Linked DNA regions of Anas platyrhynchos: region 1 is linked to region 2. Evidence: chromatin contacts called from public Hi-C data. All regions are on one chromosome and are shown on one strand. Each heading gives the region's core, a stretch centred on a gene start, on an enhancer-like site or on the middle of the called end of the contact. The rest is flanking DNA. Distances are from core to core; before and after follow the strand shown. Region 1 overlaps PSME4 (proteasome activator subunit 4). Region 2 holds the start of GPR75 (G protein-coupled receptor 75).

Region 1 (2,854 bases), core at 139-2,638, 43 kb after region 2:
GAAGTGCACACACAGAGTGCTTTAACAGATAACATAGTGGGACATCCAGCCTTCAGCTGGAGAGGCAAACTACTTCTAAAATGTTCACTTTGGGGAAAAAGGGTCAGAAACATTGCATTGACTGATGAAAGCTTGGGAACGCTTCTGAGAAACTACAGAGAAGAACAGTTTTCCCTGAACAAGTCACAAACTGATTAAAGGAAAACTTTACTATTTCACATGTGAAAGCAAAGTAAAGCCAAAACATTCCCTAGTTAACAAATAAATAGGGAAATAGCTATTTAAGTAGTCAGCATATTTTAAGGAGGCTCATTACCATCTTGCAAGGCAAGTTGAATTATACACGGTGAAGTTTGTTCATTATTATAATAGTTACAGGCAATCAGGAAAAAAACACAAGTCTTTAATGACAACAAAAAATTAACTTACAACGTGTTAATGAGAAGATTCCAACCAAAATCGTACTTAAGTGTCCAATGCAAATGTCAAAATGTACAAAGCAACATATCCAAATACATACTAAATGTAGTATAGATCTAGATGGAATAAAGTGTTAACCCAACCTACAAGGAATGTATCCATCCATGGAAAAACATGGATTCCTCTAAATCAAGTACTTCAGAGCTCTGCATTAATGCATATGAAACCATAAATTTACATGAAGCCCTAAACTTTTCTCCTAGCTCCTTCCTTGATAAAGCATGGAAGTTCACAACAGGACAACACAGGAAGGAAGAACCAGAACATACCAGCAATTCACAACAAACTTAAGCCTTAAAGTTGGATGAAAAGCCCCACGTTTTACATACCTTAAATATATCTTTTGAACACTGAGTAAGGATTGTACTGAAAGTAGAAGAGAGACCTAATTCAACTAAACTCTCTAGATGAGTCATCTTCTCAGTTTCAGTCTCCTCTCTGGTTTGTTCTAGCGTGCTGCTCTCTATAAGTCCAAAACATCTACAAAAATACATGAAGTGCAATTTTAGCAATCAGAACGAGGAAGTTGTATTAAAGTTTTCATGCCAAGCTTTCACCTTTCCTTAGCTTACTTACCTATCCATAAACTGTAGTACAAAATCCTCAAATTCAGCAGTTGCAGAGCACAATTCTCTTTCTACCTACAATTTTCCAATGCAAAAGAAGCACAGAAGGTTAGCTCTTCCTAGAGACACATAATATCAAGTGTATTTCCTACACTAATTACTTCAAGAACACTTCCAAATTTTAGTTGATATAGACCACACTACATTTCCCACCAAACAGAATTTGCATAGTCTCAAGTACGTCACATGAAACAATTATTGTGTTTTCTTTACACTGTGCTATCAAACTTCCTGGCCTTGATCTTTAGCCAAATAACCTCTCAGGCTGAAACCAGGGTCTGTCTCCATAGATACAACCTTTAGCCTTACTACTGATCTTCCTCTCCAGCAGCATGCCAGTGTGCCAGCTGTGGTGGCAGACTTGGCTCTGCTAACATATTTACATTACTCATTCATCATACAAACTCTTCTGCTAGTTTAAGTGCTGCAGCCCCAAGTCAAGAAAATCAACTTAACTCCAGTAGGTTTGTGAAAAAATAGGCACCTATTAGCTGTTCTGTGAACTACAAGCATCTCCTAGCAGTGGACAAGATATTCTGCATGGCAGTTCCAACTACCATGGAGCACTGGTGCTGCCCCATTTATAGCGTGCCAGATATAGTTTCACCATCAGCGTTTGAACTGTTAGATCAAAAGCAGAAAAACACTTGTCTAATGATGTTGTTATTTCTTAATCAGAAGAGATTAAGAAGCATCTGAAGTGAGAGCAACAACATCATACTCGGAAAAGAGAAGCATGACTGCAGGAGCACTTTAAAGAGGTGCAGGTATTTTGAAATAGTTTCCCAAACTAGGAAAACAGCCTTTAGAAGTTCAAGAGTGCGCTAGCTTTCTGAAAAACAAATACAAACAGAAGGGACATCCCATTATTTTTTACACTTATATTTTCAACAACAAATTCCTCCCAGTCTCCTAGACAACCAATTAGTTACCTTTTAACCTACTCTAAGTTGGACTAGTTTTGAATTAAAATTATGTACATCTTATAACAATTCTGTAGTCACCTGTCTTCCCTCCCTCACTTAATGGCTAAAGTTTTATAGTGATAAGAATTCTCAAAAATGTAACACTAACAAAGATGTTATTCTATTAGTCTCAGAAAAATTTAGTTGGCAAGTGACTTCTGGAGACCATCCTGTTCAACGTCCTACTCAAAACAGGGTGAGCTCTGAGTCATTTTATACTGCACATAGCTTTCCACAGCTGAGTTCTGACATAAAAATATTAAACTGTTTGAATTTAATACATCTCTACAACAATCTGTCACTAATAAGCAGTGCTAAGAATGTGTCCCAACTCATATGCCGATGTCAGCTTTATGTCACTGACCAGAAGCAAACGTTATCCATAAGCTTTAGTATTTTTGTGAAGGTACGTTAAACAAAACTGCAATACATGCAAAAAGATTGTAGCAAACACATCACAGTTCTGAAGACAAAAATTACATTGCTAGAAAATAAGATGAAATCTGTAGGTTATGGTTTTGTTTTATAACTACGCAGTGCTCTTACCTCTGTGAGATCATCCCTTTCTTGCAACACAGATGAACAATCTACTAAAGGCACCAAAGTAGAAAACGTTGCAATAAACTGGAATGTAATCTGTTGAGAGTTGCAAACAGCTCTTTAATAAATGCTACTGCATTCTACACATTAAAAAAACTTTCCCAATTAAAATATGGCAGCTAAAGCAAATCATTACATTAAAAAAAATCCACCCCAAAACTTCAATAATTATTTCTGATTTCA
Region 2 (2,957 bases), core at 282-2,781:
GGAGGTGTCCATGGCCACCACAGGCGGGCACTTCCTCACCTGGGCGTTCCTCCGCAGGGCCTGGGCGATCATGACGTAGGAGACGGACACCACAGCCACGCAGCAGATGAAGTCGGTGACGTAGAGGTAGAGGATAATCTTCCCCTCCCCACTGGCAAAGCTGGACATGGGCAGGCAGAGGCGGGAGCCGCGGGTTTTCAAGGTGGCCAGGGTGGCCAGGGTGAAGCTGGTGGCCCAGAGGAGCAGGGTGAGGAGCAGGGTGCAGGGGAAGGAGGCGGCACGGTGCGGCTGCTTCCCCAGGACCATGCGCAGCCGATGCAAGGCAATGACCGCCACCGTCTTGAGCGACATGATGATGAAGCCGGAGCTGGTGAGGTGGAAGGCGAAGCAGAAGGTGCCCGGGGCGCCTCGCGCCGAGTCGAAGAAGAGGACGAAGGCAAACATGGGGGCGGCCACCCCACAGATGAAGAGGTCGCAGAAGGAGAGGTTGAGGATCATGAAGTCGAAGTTGGTCCTGAATTTCCTGAGGGCCGGGTCGAAGAAGGACAAGAAGACGATGAGGTTGCCGTAGGAGCCCAGGCAGAAGACGAGGGCCAGCAGCGAGGCGCAGGCCGCCAGGGTGGCCGTGTGGGTGCCCTCCCGCAGCCCCCCGGCGGCGCTGCCGTTCCCGCCCAGCGGCAGCAGCGCGGTGCCGGGGGGCTCCTCCTCGCCCCCCGCCGGCAGCCGCCCCGACGCGTTCATCGCCGCCTCACCGCGGCCGAGGCGGGCCCATGGCGGGGGCCGCCCGCCACCACCGCCGCCGCCGCTCCCTCAGGGCTGCCCGCGGCCAGGCGCCGCCCGCCCCGCCATGGCGCCCGCCGCCGCGGCCCGGCCCGGCCCCTTCCCCGCTCGGCGCCCGGGCCCCGGCGGCGCCTCCCGGCCCCCGCCCCGCTCCCCCCGGCGCGGCGCCGGCGGCTGAGGCGAGGCCGCGGAGCTCGCACCCGCGCCCGGCCCCACGGCAGCGCCGCGGCCCCGGGGAAGGGCTGAGGGAGCGGGGCGAGAGACCCCGGGCCAGAGGGAGGAGGAGAGCAAAAGGAGGCGGCAGCCGCTGAGGCACGGGGAGAGAGCGGGGCCTGGCAGCGCCCTGCGTGCGGGGAGAGCCCCGGGGGAAAGGGGCCAGGGGTGATGCTGAGCAGCAGCTGCCCCAAATGCGGACTTCGGTTTGGATCTATTCCGTCCTGCGTGTCAAATGGTCCCTGCCCGTCCTGTCCTCCGGCAGGAGCACCATCCTGCACAGGGACAGCACAGAGAATGCACCTGGAGGATTTGGGAGGTTTTAGGACAAGTCATGGCCCAGCCCTACCCTTAACAGGACACCGAGTCAACAGCTGGCCACTCAAGGCTTCAGGGTTCTCCCCTGTTGACTTAACACCACCAACACACCTGCCCCAACCCCAAACTGTTCATCATAAAAAGTTAAGGCAGGTTTGCACGCTGCCTCTTCTCTTGCCTGCGCTTCTGTGCTACATTCCTGTGTGAACTGAGGAATGGCTCAGAGGCTAGAGGAAGGAAACATTCATCTTCCCGCAGCAAATAAGATTAAAAAAAAACAGTAGCAGTAAAGGAATAAAGAATAAATACAGTATAAATATTAAATACTTTAAACGGGAGTGCTGTATTTGTGAAGCAATGGTGTACTGGATGTCTCAACACTAAGTGGATCATGTAGAGAATCACTTACATGGGCAGGAAAGGCTCAGCACGCGTTCTGCAAGCCAGCAAAGGGCCCTGGTAGGCAGACACAACTGAGGGACATCAATGTCAGTCACCTCTACTGTGTTCTCAGTGAACGTCCAGCTAGGTAAAGGCACAAAAGTGCTATGAAAATACAGCAGATGCAGTACTTCTGACTTCTGCACGGGCACTTGTCTTATAGTGTACATTCCCACGTAGACTCATATATATCAGTCTGAGTATCATCTTAATAACCTTCCCCTACCCTCAGCAATCCTGCAGGACACGGGTGCTTTGCAGAAGCATCGAGGCAGTGACAAGATCATTAGGTTGCCATCTGACGGCTTGTCAGTGCTTCTTGGTAGTTTATTTTTCAACACATTTCTTTCTAAAACTGAGAGCAATTTCTTTCAGTAAACCTATGACTCACAAGAGCAGCCAGGCCGACAAGCCTTGCATGCTAAGCACAACCTCCAGCTGGCAATCAGTCCAGCCTTGCTGTGTGGTCTGCTACTGGGAAGAGCTAGCAGCCATGAGAGCAGGTCTGGGCCATTTCACATTGGTTTTGTTCTTAAACTAGTTGCAATGAAGATGGACAAAACCCAGAACATCACATTCATGTTTTCCTAGGGCTTCAAGCCTCTCAGCTTGCCTATCACTTTTATTTTAGCTCTTGCTTGTATTTTTATTCTCCAGTCATGGCTAATTTGAATTCTGTGGGTGAATCCTGGCCCTTCTGAGTATGATTTTTTTCAACGATGAGCTGGGATCTCCCTGAGTTTTCTTATTTATACACATCAGAACATGCTTAACTGTATGATTAAGTGAGACTGACAAAATAGCAGTGTAATGCAAGAGTCCATTACTTCAAAGTGATTAATGCTGAGGAAACAGAGAAGACTGTTTGTAAGTGAAACTAATGCGAGCACAAATACCTGCATCCTTAATTGTAAGCAAGACACTAAGAACTTTGACCTTAGTTTCACATTATGCCTAATGCCTGAGTCTACATTAGACTTGACTACTTCTGTGGTGTCACTTACCAAAAAAATAATAACACAACTTCTTGCAAAACATGAGTCCTTTAAAAAGATGGAAAAGTCTAATATAATTCCAAATACTACATTATTTGACCAAATGCTAAAGTTTGGATGACCACAGTTAGACTTCCTGATTTCCTTCAGTTTAGCAGGTAGAAGCAAGCACACATGGAAAGAAGACTGCATATGCCTAATGGGACTTTT

What was found. A called contact is a pair of places that touch in the nucleus more often than the background predicts.
Region 1: a contact with region 2 is called in a Hi-C map of small yellow follicle, with 1.8 times the contacts expected there. The contact joins the enhancer-like site here to the promoter of GPR75 in region 2. A contact is called at or near these places in 2 of 8 Hi-C or Micro-C datasets (liver and small yellow follicle).

Annotation. Positions count from the first base shown.
Region 1 is chr3:4,002,848-4,005,701 of IASCAAS_PekinDuck_T2T, forward strand. PSME4 (proteasome activator subunit 4) reads right to left here. Exons shown (of 49, transcript XM_038177463.2): 14 at 2,618-2,707; 15 at 1,057-1,121; 16 at 810-960. Among named protein-coding and RNA genes, the nearest start is that of PSME4, 32 kb to the right of the region's middle. Within about 2 kb of position 1,389, at least 4 of the 8 cell types and tissues checked have an H3K27ac peak or open chromatin away from gene starts, as enhancers often do. A contact at or near this core is called in small yellow follicle, where this site is marked.
Region 2 is chr3:3,959,304-3,962,260 of IASCAAS_PekinDuck_T2T, forward strand. GPR75 (G protein-coupled receptor 75) reads right to left here and starts at 1,532. Exons shown (of 1, transcript XM_013098789.4): 1 at 1-1,532. The coding sequence starts at 741.